Linked DNA regions of Triticum aestivum: region 1 is linked to region 2. The links are chromatin contacts, called in public Hi-C maps. All regions are on one chromosome and are shown on one strand. The core of a region is the stretch at or near the end of the contact, and the rest is flanking DNA. Distances in the headings are between cores, read along the strand shown.

Evidence for each region. A called contact is a pair of places that touch in the nucleus more often than the background predicts.
Region 1: a contact with region 2 is called in a Hi-C map of leaf, with 8 times the contacts expected there. The contact joins two enhancer-like sites. A contact is called at or near these places in 3 of 5 Hi-C or Micro-C datasets (leaf and an unstated tissue).

What each region holds. Positions count from the first base shown.
Region 1 is chr3B:544,926,817-544,933,880 of IWGSC CS RefSeq v2.1, reverse strand. No RefSeq gene overlaps it. Among protein-coding and RNA genes, the nearest start is that of LOC123065679, 110 kb to the left of the region's middle. Within about 2 kb of position 5,455, at least 1 of the 8 cell types and tissues checked has an H3K27ac peak or open chromatin away from gene starts, as enhancers often do.
Region 2 is chr3B:543,952,139-543,959,326 of IWGSC CS RefSeq v2.1, reverse strand. No RefSeq gene overlaps it. Among protein-coding and RNA genes, the nearest start is that of LOC123070815, 12 kb to the right of the region's middle. Within about 2 kb of position 1,901, at least 1 of the 8 cell types and tissues checked has an H3K27ac peak or open chromatin away from gene starts, as enhancers often do.

The DNA of each region.
Region 1 (7,064 bases), core at 4,206-6,705, 970 kb before region 2:
GCACTAGCACTAGCACCCATATCACATAAGCCATGATAACAATGATCTCCTATTTTAACAGAAATAACAGGCATGCCTACAACAGGTCTATGTATCTTCGCATCTGGTCTAGAAATATTAGAAGTCTCACCACAGAAATAAATAGCATGCCCATCTAAATTATCATCCAAGAGATCTTTAACCATAGCAATACTAGGTTCAACTTTAATTTGCTCAGGAGGTGTATAAGTCCTAGTATTACTCTTATGAACAACGGTAAAAGTTTTAGCATGATCCTTTATCCTAATAGGAAAAGGAGGTTTCTCAACATAAGTAGTAGGAATAATAGGATCACTATAAGTGACAGTCTTTTCTTCAGTTGTAATAGGTGCAACTACTTTTACTTCAATGGGAGGATTATATTTAAGCCACTTCTCCTTAGGGAGATCAACGTGAGTAGCAAAAGATTCACATAAAGAAGCTACTATCTCAGAGTCAAGTCCATATTTAGCGCTAAATCCACGAAAAGCATTGGTATCCATAAAAGATTTAACACAAACAAACTTAGGTGTCATACTTGACTCCTTACCATCGTCGGAACCCCAGTCTTCAGAGTTTCGTTTAATTCTTTCTAATAAGTCCCACTTGAATTCAATAGTCTTCAGCATATAAGAACCAGCACAGGAAGTATCGAGCATGTTGCGATCGTTGGGAGAAAGCCGAGCATAAATTTTTTGAATAATCATTTCATTGGAGAGCTCATGATTGGGGCATGAATATAACATTGACTTAAGCCTCCCCCAAGCTTGAGCAATACTTTCTCCTTCGCGAGGCCAGAAATTATATATGTAATTACGATCACGATGAACAAGATGCATAGGATAGAACTTATGGTGAAATTCCAACTTCAATCATTTATAATTCCAAGATCCCGTATCATCACATAGCCTATACCATGTCAATGCATCTCCCTTCAAAGATAAAGGGAAGACCTTCCTTTTGACAACATCATCGGGAATACCTGCAAGCTTAAATAATCCACAAACTTCATCCACAAAGATAAGGTGTAAATCGGGATGCAATGTTCCATCTCCTGCAAAGGGATTAGCTAGCAGTTTTTCTATCATATCCGAAGGAATCTCAAAGTAAATATTTTCAGTAGGTTCAGTAGGTTGAGGAGCAACTCTTTGCTCTTCTGGTCGGGGTGAAGATACCCCGAACAAGCCCCTCAAAGGATTAGTTTCCATAGTAAAAAGTGATAGAAAATTTCAGCACACTAAATAAATGTTTCCTTACCAAGTTCCACTCACCAAAAACGCTTCACTCCCCGGCAATGGCGCCAGAAAAGAGTCTTGATGACCCACAAGTATAGGGGATATATCGTAGTCCTTTCGATAAGTAAGAGTGTCGAACCCAACGAGGAGCAGAAGGAAATGACAAGCGGTTTTCAGTAAGGTTTTCTCTGCAAGTACTGAAATTGTAGGTAACAGATAGTTTTGTGATAAGATAAATTGTAACGAGTAACAAGCAATGAAAGTAAATAAAGTGCAGCAAGGTGGCCCAATCCTTTTTGTAACAAAGGACAAGCCTGGACAATTTCTTATAATGAGAAAAGAGCTCCCGAGGACACATGGGAATTATCGTCAAGCTAGTTTTCATCACGCTCATATGATTCGCGTTCGGTACTTTGATAATTTGATATGTGGGTGGACCGGTGCTTGGGTACTGCCCTTACTTGGACAAGCATCCCACTTATGATTAACCCCTATTGCAAGCATTCGCAACTACAAAATAAGTATTAAGGTAAACCTAACCACAACATTAAACATATGGATCCAAATGAGCCCCTTATGAAGCAACGCATAAATTAGGGTTTAAGCTTATGTCACTCTAGCAACCCATCATCTACTTATTACTTCCCAATGCCTTCCTCTAGGCCCAAATAATGGTGAAGTGTCATGTAGTCGACATTTACATAACACCACTAGAGGAAAGACAACATACATCTCATCAAAATATCGAACGCATACCAAATTCACATGACTACTAATAGCAAAACTTCACCCATGTCCTCAGGAACAAACGTAACTACTCACAAAGCATATTCATGTTCATAATGAAAGGAGTAATAATATGCATTAAGGATCTGAACATATGATCTTCCACCAAGTAAACCAATTAGCATCAACTACAAGGAGTAATCAACACTACTATCAACCCACAGATACCAATTTGTGGTTTTGATACAAGATTGGATACAAGAGATTAACTAGGGTTTTGAGAGGAGATGGTGCTGGTGAAGATGCTGATGGAGATTGACCCCCTTTCGATCAGAGGATCATTGGTGATAACGATGGTGATGATTTGCCCCTCCCGGAGGGAAGTTTTCCCGGCAGAACAGCTCTGCCGGAGCTCTAGATTGGTTCCGCCAAGGTTCCGCCTCATGGCAGCGGAGTTTCGTCCCGTAAGCTTGCCTCTGATTTTTTTTTCCAGGGTAAAAGCCTTCATATAGCAGAAGATGGGCACCGGAGGGCCACCAGGGGGCCCAGGAGACAGGGGGCGCCCAGTAGGGGTGGGCGCGCCCCCCACCCTCCTGGCCTGGGTGTGGGCCCCCTTTGGTAGTTTCTTCGCCCAATAATTCTTATTAATTCCAAAAATAACTTCCGTGGAGTTTCAGGATTTTTGGTGCTGTGCAGAATATGTTTCCAATATTTGCTCCTTTTCCAGCCAGAATTCCAGCTGCCAGCATTCCCCCTCTTCATGGTAAACCTTGTAAAATAAGGGAAAGTAGCCATAAGTATTGAGTTATAATGTGTAATAACAGCCCATAATGCAATAAATATTGATATAAAAGCATGATGCAAAATGAACGTATCAGAAATCCATCAACATCCCAACGCAGATCCCGTTAAAGGGAAGGCGGTCATGTCCTGTGATCATATGTTGCGGAGGAAGGATGCAAGGAAACCGAGTGAAGGTGCCACCCAACTTCCTGATAGATGGTTGAAGCCGCCCCCAGGCTGGTCTAAGCTCAACGTCGATGGTGCGTACTACAACACCGATGGTACAAGTGGCGCAGGAATGATACTTCGTGACAGCCAAGGTCAAACTATCTTCGCTTCATGTCGATTCTTGACTACCTGCTCTAGTGCTCTAGAGGCGGAGATGGCAGCGTATATGGAAGGGGTGGCTGTAGCGCCGGAATGGAGCATTGAACCCTTCATTATCAAAACTGACTGCGGTGTGGCAGCGGACATGATCAGGGATCCCGCCCTGGACCGGTCCCCTGTAGCTTCCCTCATGGGAGAGAAGAAACACTTGCTAGGCCAGGGTAGGGAGTATGTTGTATCACATGTGAGGAGAGATCAGAACCATGTAAGCCATAGGCTAGCCCAGATGGGACGTACTATTCCAAAAACTGTTGTGTGGATTCGTACCATGCCTGAGGAGATAAAGGCCTTGTGCCTGCAAGATTGTAATGGACCCAGTTAAGTAATGAAGTTCCAGTTTTTCGCAAAAAAATGTTAGGGCCCCATTTTGCTTTTCGCACCAGACCCCAAATTCCTGGAGACAGTCCTGGATGTCATCTTTGTGATGTAGTAAACCACACATTTTGATTGCTTTGCTTTCTGTTTTTATAGTTTTCTATTCTTATGACATTCTTAATCCTATGAACCATTTCGAAAAAAAATCCTATGAACCATTAGTACGTTGGTACATGCAGAGCATGTCCCCTCTAGTCCACATTCCAAACACACAGTACATTTTTGAATCAGGGTGCCGAATGGAGAAAATGCATAAAATCTTTGATGGGACTGTACTACATTGTCCCTGCATGCTCACGCTGCCTAATACCAAAACCTGGAAACCCACCGCAAAGTGTCTAGTGGCTTCTATCAATAGTGACTGCATGCAGAGGAAGGCAGGTGGCGAATCTGGGCAACTTTAGTTGTTCGATCCAGTGAGTCTTAGAGGGTGTTTGTTTCCAGGGACTTTTTAGTGTAGGGACTAGAAAAAATTCCTCTTACAGACTTTTTAACAAAATAGGAGGAACAACTATGGACTAAAAGTTGCTTTTTGGGACTAAATGAAGAAGACTCTCAAGGAGAATCTTTTTTGAGACTTTTTGAGACTCCTAGGACTTATGAACCAAACAAGGCCTTAGTGTGATGAGTGGTTCATGGCATCCCAGCTTCCAGATCAATGGCTTGGATCACTTTAAAGTAATGAATGCAAGTTAAAAAATTCGTGCACTATAGAGCGGTATGAAAATGAAGCCTTACTTTGAGTTGTCTTCGAACATGGGGACTTTCATAGGTCAGGCCTGCCAGCGCTACTTATTTGAAAAAGATTCGGCCCGTTCCAAAATTGTGAGATCAAAGAAAAACTTATTGGGTGATGCTATCTGCATTTTTTATTCGGTGCTTACACACTCATTAGTTCGTTCTTTCATATGCTCACGTGCTTTCCCAATTGGGCTGGCCATATAACCCTCCTTACTGGCGGACGACCTGACGCCTCAAGCACCCGGGAGAAGGGAGAACCCAAAATCACTAATTAAGGGTGTCTTTTGCAAAAGTCACTTCCACCTTCTCAAGTTGCGCCAACTGATGCACTTTATGTGCTTCACTTTCGCAGTCTGTGAGTTTCTCCTTTTTTTCGTAGATTCGTTTATTCAAAATGTTTTATCTCTTAAATCATGTGTTCAAATCCCGAACCATGTTCACCGTTGGATTTCTCATGTTGAGATTTTTAAAACTAGATCCCATGTTAATAGGTTTTGAGAACTTTTTTTCATGAAAAAAGCCGAAAAAAACTGGAAGAAAAAAATACGAGCTGGAAGCACAGTATTCCACCAGTTTTTCCCTTTCCAAGTGGCGACGTTGTGCCTCCCGTGGAAGAAAAAACTCTTTTTTTCGTTCGGAGAGGCAAACCTCTCATAGAAGCAAACTTTTGCCTCCACAGAAGTAAATCTGTTCCTTCCAGGAAAGAAAAAAACACATGCTTTTTTCTTTCCGAGAGGCACAACTGTTTCTCTCGTGGAAGCAAACCTGTGCCTCTCATAGAAGAAAAAAAATCGATGAACTTTTTTTCAGTTTCGATGAACTCTTTTTCCAAATTTTATGAACTATTTCGGAAAATTGATAAACTTTTTCTAAAATCTATAAACTTCTTTCGAAATCAATGAACTTTTTCGAAAACAATGAACTACTTTCAAATTTGATGAACTTTTTCTTCTAATCGATAAACTTTTATTTCAAATTTGATGAACTTTTTTCAAAATATATAAACTTATTTTCATTAAATCGACTTAAAAAACAAATTTTTTAAAAATGCGTAATAACTAGCGCGACTATTATGGTACTTAAAGCATTCGCGTTTGCAATAAATCAGTAGTCTTCCCGTGGTCGAGTGGTTAGCTGGGCCGGCCCACTAGTGTTGCCTGTAGGCGCCTGTTCGGTTCCACGGCGCCGAACGCGCCAAATAGGAGCTCCCATGACGCATTCTGCATTTTTTTTGAGACAAATGACGCATTCTGCATGAAACTGTCGAACTTTCGCACAGGAGCTAGCGATCGAGCTGTGAGCTGGGCCGGCCCTCTAAGGTGTTCCAGTTTCCCCCTTTTGGGAACCTTCTAGAGCTGTCCAACCAGTTTTTCTAGAAGATTCCTGAACCATTTTTAACTTTTCTCTTTTTCTGTTACTACTTCGTTCTTTTTTTGTTGCCTTTTTCTTTTCTTTCCATTCTTATTTCTTTAATTTACATTTTCAATTTTCAAGTTTATTTATCTTTTGCTAGTCCATATTCAAAAAATAAAAAACGTTCCCATTTTTTGAAATTGATTCATAATTTCAGAAAATGTTCCTTTTACAAATTTTGCTCCGAACTTCCAAAAAAGAATAGAATTTCAAGTTTTGTTTGCCCCTTTATTAAAGGTGAAAAAAAAATCCCAAATGTTTCACAAAATGTTCAAAAATACAAAAAAATATAATTTTAAAATATTCATTTATTTTAAAAACACAAATTTCTATCGGAATTTCATATTAAGAAATCCAAAATTATAAATTTCAAAAATAAAAGTAAAAGTAAAAGTAAATTAATTATGTTTGCAAATTCAAAAAAATACATCTTGAATTTCCAAAATTATTTGTGTTTTCAAAATTTGTATACAGATTCACAAAATCCTCGTGTTTTCAATATTTGTTCGCAAATTGTCCATAATTTCGAAAATGTGAGTGTGTTTTTTAAAATAAAATCCTGTTTACAAAATTTGTGCATGAATGGAAAACTATTAATGTTTGAAATTTGTTCGCAAATTCAAAAAATGTTCTAGGAAATTCATAAAATGTTGGTACTTTGAAGAAATTGTTCATAATTTCAAAATTGTCCGAGTTTTCAGAAAAAATCCTGTTTTCCAGAAACTGTTCTTGTTTTGAAAAACTGTTCGTAGTTTCAAAAATTATTACAGTTTTCTATTTTGATCCCATTTTTTCACAAAATGTTTGAGATTCCCAAATGTTTCACAAAATGTTCAAAAATACAAAAAAAAATTAGAATTTTAAAATATTCATTTATTTTAAAAGCACAAATTTATATCAGAATTTCATATTAAGAAATCTAAAATTATAAATTTCAAAAATAAAACTAAAAGTAAAAGTAAATTAATTATGTTTGCAAATTCAAATAAAACATCTTGAATTTCCAAAATTATTTGTGTTTTAAAAATTTGTATAGAGATTCGTGAAATCCTCGTGTTTTCAATATTTGTTCGCAAATTCAGAAAATGTTCAGGGAATTTCATAAAATGTTTATGTTCTTAAAAATTGTCCATAATTTCGAAAATGTGTTTTTTTAAATCCTGTTTAAAAAATTTGTGCATGAAAATTATTTATGTTTGAAATTTGTTCACAAATTCAAAAAAAATTCTTGGAATTTCATAAAATGTTGGTGCTTTGAAGAAATTGTTCATAATTTCAAAATTGTCCGAGTTTTCAAAAAAATTCCTGTTTTCTAGAAACTGTTTCTGTTTTGAAAAACTGTTCGTAGTTTCAAAAATTATTATACTTTTCTATTTTGATCCCATT
Region 2 (7,188 bases), core at 652-3,151:
AAATCTGAAGGAAAACCGCCAAACAAAAAAAAGAAAAACCAGACTGATGTTGCGCTACTTTTTTTATCGTTATATTTACTATACAAAAAGCGAAAAAGGAGGGAAGTGGGCATCGCGAGTAAATTGGACTAGTTAGTTATCCGCTCGAAGGAAACTACATTGACGGAGTTCGAGGAATTTCCTATTGGACGCTCGTTGCGTCAACAGTCGACGCATCGCATAGAGCCAGCGATCCAGCGCTACCCTTGGGCCGGCCCATTTAATGTGTTCCAGTGTTTCTTGTTTTGGGAACCTTCTAGAAGGTTCCCAAAACCAGAAAAACCGGCTGGGAAACTCTAGAAGGTTCCCTCAACCGGTTTATCTTTATTTCGTTTTTTCTTTTCTGTTTCTTTTCCTAATTTCTTCTTTCGTTTCTTTTTTCTCGTTATTGTTTTCTTGTTTTTTTTCAGTGTTATTTTATCTTTTAAACTAAGTACATATTCAGATTTGTTCATAATTTTCGAAAAATGTTCTTGCTTTTAAAAAAAACTCTTTCAAATTTTCGAATATTTCTTCTTCTTTTCGTTTTTAGTTATTTCTGTTTCTTTTTTATTTTATTCTTTTTGTTTTTTCTATTTGTTTTCTTTCTTTGGTTTGTTACCTTATTTTCTTTTCTCCTCTTTTTTATAAAAATATTCAAATTTTGTTTGTGTTTCCATAATATGTTCAGTTTTCAAAAAAAATGTTCTCAAAATTCAAAATTTGTTCTCGTTACCCAAAAAAGTTCAAAACTTTCGAAATTCATATAATGTACCAGATTTAAATTGTTTTGTTCATGTTTTCAGAAAATGTTCGCACTTCCAAATTTGTTCAGGATATTTCAAATTTGTTCTCCGTCTCAAAATTTGTGCTCAATATTCAAAAAATATTCGTGCTTTAAGAAATTGTTCGCGCTTCCAAATTTGTTCTCCGTTTCAAAATTTGTTCCCAAGGTTCGAAAAAAATGTTCATGCAATCAAAAATTGTCTGCTCTTCTAAATTTTGTTCTCATTTTCAAAATTTTGTTCTCTAAATTCAAAATAATATACGGGATTTTAAATCACAATTTCGAAAAATGTTCTTGTTTTAATTCTGTTCCTTTTTTCACCACTGTTTCAGGTTCCCAAAAAATGTTCGTGTTTTCAGAAATGTTCCGGTTTTCAGATTTTGTACACAATTTCAATAAAATATTCTTTTGTAATAAATACTTGCAAATTCAAAAAAAGTTGCCGTGTTTAAAATTTTGTTCACATTTCCAAAAAAGCGTACAATACAAATTTTGTTTGCATTTTGAAAAAAGTTCCTGCTTTATTTTTTTGGTGCTGAATTAAAAAAATGTTCCTGTTTTCCATTTTTAAAAATACTAAAAAATGATCGTGATACCAAAAAATGTTCGTGTTTTTCGCAATTTGTTTTTTTCAGAAACATTTTTGGAAATTGTTTGGGTTTTGGAATCTGTTTGGGGTTCGCAAATTTTGTTTGTATTTCATTATTGAATCAGATTTAAAAAACATCTTCACTTTTCCAAAAAGATGGAATACGAGAAAAAGCGGCATTTGGAAACTGCTCGTAATTTTCAAGAAATATTTTCAAAATGTTTTCCAAATCTCAGCGCTAGTGTCTGTTCTTATATATTTCTGCACTTTTTATCTTCAGATGGTGGCGTATAGTGTAGTGGCTAATGGCTTGTTGTTGAAATCGGAGGTTGTGGGATCGGTTCCTGGTACTCGCTACCTGGTTTTCAGCTCTTTTTGTCGCGCGCGAAAGGAAACAAAAGATCGGGTTGGTGGGCCGGCCCAGTCAAGTGTCAACACTGTGCGTCGAGCTGCTGTTTGACGCAAAATGCGTCACATAGGAGGTCTCGGAGTTCGAGTCCTACAAATTGTACTATGAGTTTTCTAAAATTTAAAAGAGCGAAAAAAAGTAAGTGAACCGAGCCCATGAAGGAGAGGAGTGTGCACCTGGCGGAAATGGGCCGGCCAAGTCGAGTGGCCTGTGCGTGCTGGCGTTTATTGCACCCTACTCCTCAAACGTAGGATGTATACATTTCGGTTGGCGACCCACTGTACATACATGTCAAAGGTCCATATTACATTATTACACTTACCGCTACGCTGGATTCATACTCTCTCTCTCTCTCTAAACTAGTCGTTCGCTTCCTTTCTTCCAGGAGAAGAAAGAAAGGCGATCTCGCCTCTGCCGCCAGGGCGCCTTACTCCGCCGCCGTCCTCCGGCGGCTCCCCTTCGCCGACGACCTCGGTCGTCGGTGGTGAGGGGAGTCGCCGGATCCACGCGTGTGGTTTGTTTTAGGCATTAGTTTTTTAGGGTTTTTGGTTGTTCATCGTTATGGCTTCGGCGATGGTGATGACGGCGCCGACTAATAAATTCTCAGATCCTTTCTCAATGGGGCGATCCATTTTTGGGGTGGATTTGGAAACCAGACTGTTCAAGCAAGGATGGCGCGGCGGCGGCGGCATCTTTGTGGTGGACCTATGTCCTCGGGCTTCGCCGCTGCGACGGCGTTTGCTCCAGCGCCGACGCGGAGTTTGGGAGGTAGTCCAGGAGCGGATGCAGATTGTGGTCTGCATCGACGGCATCTGGAAGATGGTGGATCTGGGTTCGTGGTTTGTGGTAGGCAGGTATGGTTTTCTCCTCCAACGTCTTAGTTGGGCAGGGGTGCCAGATCTGGAGTTTGATGGCGTGTCCGGGGTGTTGCCCCGGTCTGATTCGTTCAACGGCAATGGTTTCGCCTTTATTGGCGAGCCACCTTGGAGGTCCGCAAAGCTGCATATCAGCGATGGAGCCGCGTCGAGCTCGGGTGTGAAGGTGATCCGTCATTTTCTCCTTTGGTGGCTGTTATGGTGGTGCCAGAGGCAGGTGACGGACGTTGGTGTCAAGCTCAGAGAATTCTTCAGTCTTGTTTGTAATTTTACTTCTTGGCTGGTGCTCCTATGTGCAAAGGCTAGTGTTCTGCTGTCTTTTCAGTATTGTCAGGTCGGTATATACGTGGCTTGTACTATGATCCTTAAGATATAATGAGACATGTATTACCATGCAAAAAAAACATTATTACACTTACCATAGGAAGGGGCTGTACCGAGGTGAGACTGGTACAAACCGACGCAATGCAGCTTGTTCATTGGATCAAGTCGTCTGACAGCGATCTTGCCCCGAATGGAGTAGCACATTTTAGCTACTCCCTCCGTTTTAAAATAGCGAAAAGTATATTTTTCATTTTTTAATTTTTAACGGAGTCTAGATTTGGTTTCTTATCTTTGAAACCGGACAACTTGCACCCCTAACTGTTGAAACCGGACAAGATTCATCCCAGGTCTCGGTTTTGAGCGGTTTTGGTGCTGGCTCACCCCGGTTTTGAACGGTGCTACTTAAATACGTGTATATCTTTGAAATATTTGAATCTTTTGAAATTCTTATACTTTTTCCAAATATCTGTACTTTTCACATTCACGTAAAAATTTCAAGTTCACACACCTTTTTGAAATCCACACCGAGGTGAGACTGGTACAAACCGACGCAATGCAGCTTGTTCATTGGATCAAGTTGTCTGACAGTGATCTTGCCCCGAATGGAGTAGTACATTTTAGTAACTCCCTCCGTTTTAAAATAGCGAAAAGTATATTTTTCATTTCTTAATTTTTGAAGGAGTCTAGATTTGGTCCCTTATCTTTGAAACCGAACAACTTGCACCCCCAACTGCTGAAACCGGACAAGATCATCCCAGGTCTCGGTTTTGAGCGGTTTTGGTGCTGGCTCACCCCGGTTTTGAACGATGCTACTTAAATACGTGTATACCTTTCAAATATTTGAATCGTTTGAAATTCATGCACTTTTTCCAAATATCTGTACTTTTCATGTTCACGTAAAAAATTCAAGTTCACAGACCTTTTTGAAATCCACACTATTTTCAAATCCATGTACTTTTTCAAGTTCACATAATTTTCCAAATTCCCAGACTTTTTTATAGTTCGCGTATTTTTCTCAAATCCGCGTAATTTTTTCATGTTCGTGTACTGCTTTCAAATCCGTGTACTTTTTCAAATTCATGAACTTCTATAGAAAGTACGCGGATTTAAAAAAAACACTTGAACTTGAAAATGGTATGCATACCTGAATAAAATAAACAGATTTAAAGAAAGTACGTGAATTTGAGTCAAAACACGGTCAAAACTGGCAAAAGTCAGCACCAAAACCGGTCAAAACCGTGTTCAGGGACGAACCTTGTCCAGTTTTAGTAGTTCGAGGTGCAAGTTGTCCGGTTTCAAAGTTGAGGGACCAAATCTAGACTCGAACAAGAGTTAAGGGATGAGAAGTATACTTTTCTCTTTAAAATATAGTGTTTTCTCTATTTTCGTGTTTCAAATTTGACCATAAGTTAACCAACGAGACCGACTACGATGAGAGCAAAAGTTATATCAATGCATTCATATTCAATAGAAGTTTTCAATTATATATTTTTTTTCCGTCGTAATCGGTGTCGTTGGTTAAATATATGGTTAAAATTAGGCCTCAGGAAGCGCGGATGCATTATATTTTGAAATGGATGGAGTACCGTCGCTACGCGTCGTGCCAGCCTGCGCATAGCTAGCCACCACACCCCGACGCTATGTCACGCGTCGCTGTAGTACTGCGCACGCTGCGTTGCATTGCTCAATCGCATGGCAGCTCGCATGCAGCAACCGATCGAGGCCGCAAGCGCCGCCGCAAATGACAAAGCTCACCCTGCACGCAATGCAAATAGTCCAATTACGCTGTTGACAGCTTGAACACACGCAGAGACAAACGCAGAGGCACGAGGTAGGCCGCGACAACTCGGCAGGAGGAGGTGGCGAACGGGTGAGGGCGACGTCCATGGGCCCGCGCCGCGACACCGAGGGCGACGCGTCGGGGCCCTGCCCGCCCGGCCTGGCGGGAGGTTTTGGATCTGCACGCGCCGGGGCCCGCCGCGCCTGCAGTTTTGAAACTTTATACGGAAGACGCATGAGCGAGCGACGACGACGGATGGATCGATGCGCGGGTAGGCCGCCGTCGTCGTCGTTTGGGAGTGGCAGGCGTAGGGAGCAGTGGCAGGGACAGCGCAAACGGATAATATCCTCTATAACACTAAGCTTTCTAATTTTAAAAAGTTCACATTTAATTGAAATCTTCAATTAAAATATGGTCATCCGATTTTGATCACGTCAACAAATTTCTCAAAGCTATCTCATTCAAAAAAATTTACACTATACACTATATTTTCTAAATTTTAAGGTCTCACAATTAATTGAGATATTCAATTTAGAATTGACTCAACCGATTTTAACCGGGTCAATACTTTCTCAAGCTCTTCCATTCAATTCTTTTCATTCACTACTAGCAATGTGCCCGTGCGTTGCAACGGATCCAAAGTAGAATAATACATCTTCACAAATTTGAAAAAAAACAGTCTATTTTTGATATACATATATCACTAAAAAAATACTCCCTCCGTTCGGAATTAGATGAACCGAGGGGGGGGGGGGAATCGTGAACAAAGCAATTTTACAAACAAGCCCTTCCCAAATTTGAAATCGTTGCAATCTGCCCCAATTTCCCGTCCGCCGGACGCGTTCCACCGCGAGGAACTCCCGCCGGCCAGAACCTCGATCTCCAGCCGGCCAGAACATCGTGCTCTCTCCATGCAGCACCTTGAGCTCCATCCCCAACCCTAGGACCACGCCGCCAGCGCCAGCTCCTCGAGCTCCCGCCGCCCAGCACCTCGAGCTCCATCTCCGGCAGCAAGATAGCGCCGCCGGCTCCAGCACATAGAGCTCCGTCTTCGCCGCTGCCAGGCTCAGGCGCCGCGCCTCCATCTTCCCCTCCTCCTTGCTGTAGCGTGGCCAGGCGTCACTGCAGCCTGCACCTTCACACGGACGAGCTCCTCCACAGCGAGGTTCATTCCTTCACGGTCAGGAAGGGGAAGACCTGCTCCCTGCCGGTGCTCTGCTCCCCATCTTCCTGCCAGAGCTCTACTTCCCTTCTCGCCAGTAGATCTCCGGCAAGCTCCATCAAGTTTTAGAGTTCCTCACTGAAGAAGAAGGTACAGGGAATTGTAAATCTTCACATACTGCAATATGAAGAAGTTACAGGGAATTCTAAATCTCAGGCTTTTTTGATTTTCACATACTGCAATATAAGAACCAGAAGAACCAGATTTAAATTGGCTTCCTCAAGAAGAACAAGATATTAATTGGATTCCTCAAGAAGAACCAGATTTACATTTCATTCCTCAAGAAGAACAAGTACCAGATCTGAATTTGATTCCTCAAGAAGAAGAAGTACAAGTACACCTTGAAGCAAATGAAGAAGAAGAAGAAGTACAACTTGAAGATGTTGAGCATCCAAAAAGCAGAGAACTGACAAATAAGGAGAGATTTGGTGTTTATTTTGCTCTCAAAGTAATCAGGAACAAAGACGGACAAGTGGTGAAAACAGACAAGAAGCTCATTGCCGACCTACTAAAGACAAGCCTAACCATTGTTGGCAGAATATGGAGAAGAGCAAATCACCAAGTTGAACGAGGGGTGAAAGTTGATGTCTCGAACCAAAAGAAAGGTAATGTCGGTCATAAGCCAAAAGATCTGGACCTGTCAAGGATGGCGACAATCTCACTAAATAGGCGGAGGACATTTCGAAGTCTATCAAGGTCCTTGGGTGTAAGTTGCACGACCTTACACGCAAGGTTCGTGTTGGGTGAGTTGAGGCGCAACACTAACAAACTGAGGCCCACAATAAAGCCAGCGAACCAGATACAGAGATTGAGATTTTGCATTTCTATGGTTGATGATAACTGGCTGGGAACTCCTTGGCCTCATTTTCGGGAATTAGATGGCATAGTCTACATGGATGAAAAATGGTTCAACCTGACATAGGAGGTGAATGGCTACTTGCTGCTTCCCGAAGAACCTGATCCCTTGCGCACCTTGCATCATAAGGATAGCATCGTGAAGGTGATGTTTCTCGCGGCCATCGCTAAACCAAGATATGGCCAAGATAGGGTCGTCACGTTTGATGGAAAGATAGGCATTTGGGCCTTTGTCACAGAGTCTCCGGCTCAAAGGAGGAGTGAAAATAGAGAAAGAGGGACACTCGAACTCAAATCATTGAAAGTTACAAGAGATGTAATGAGGCTCT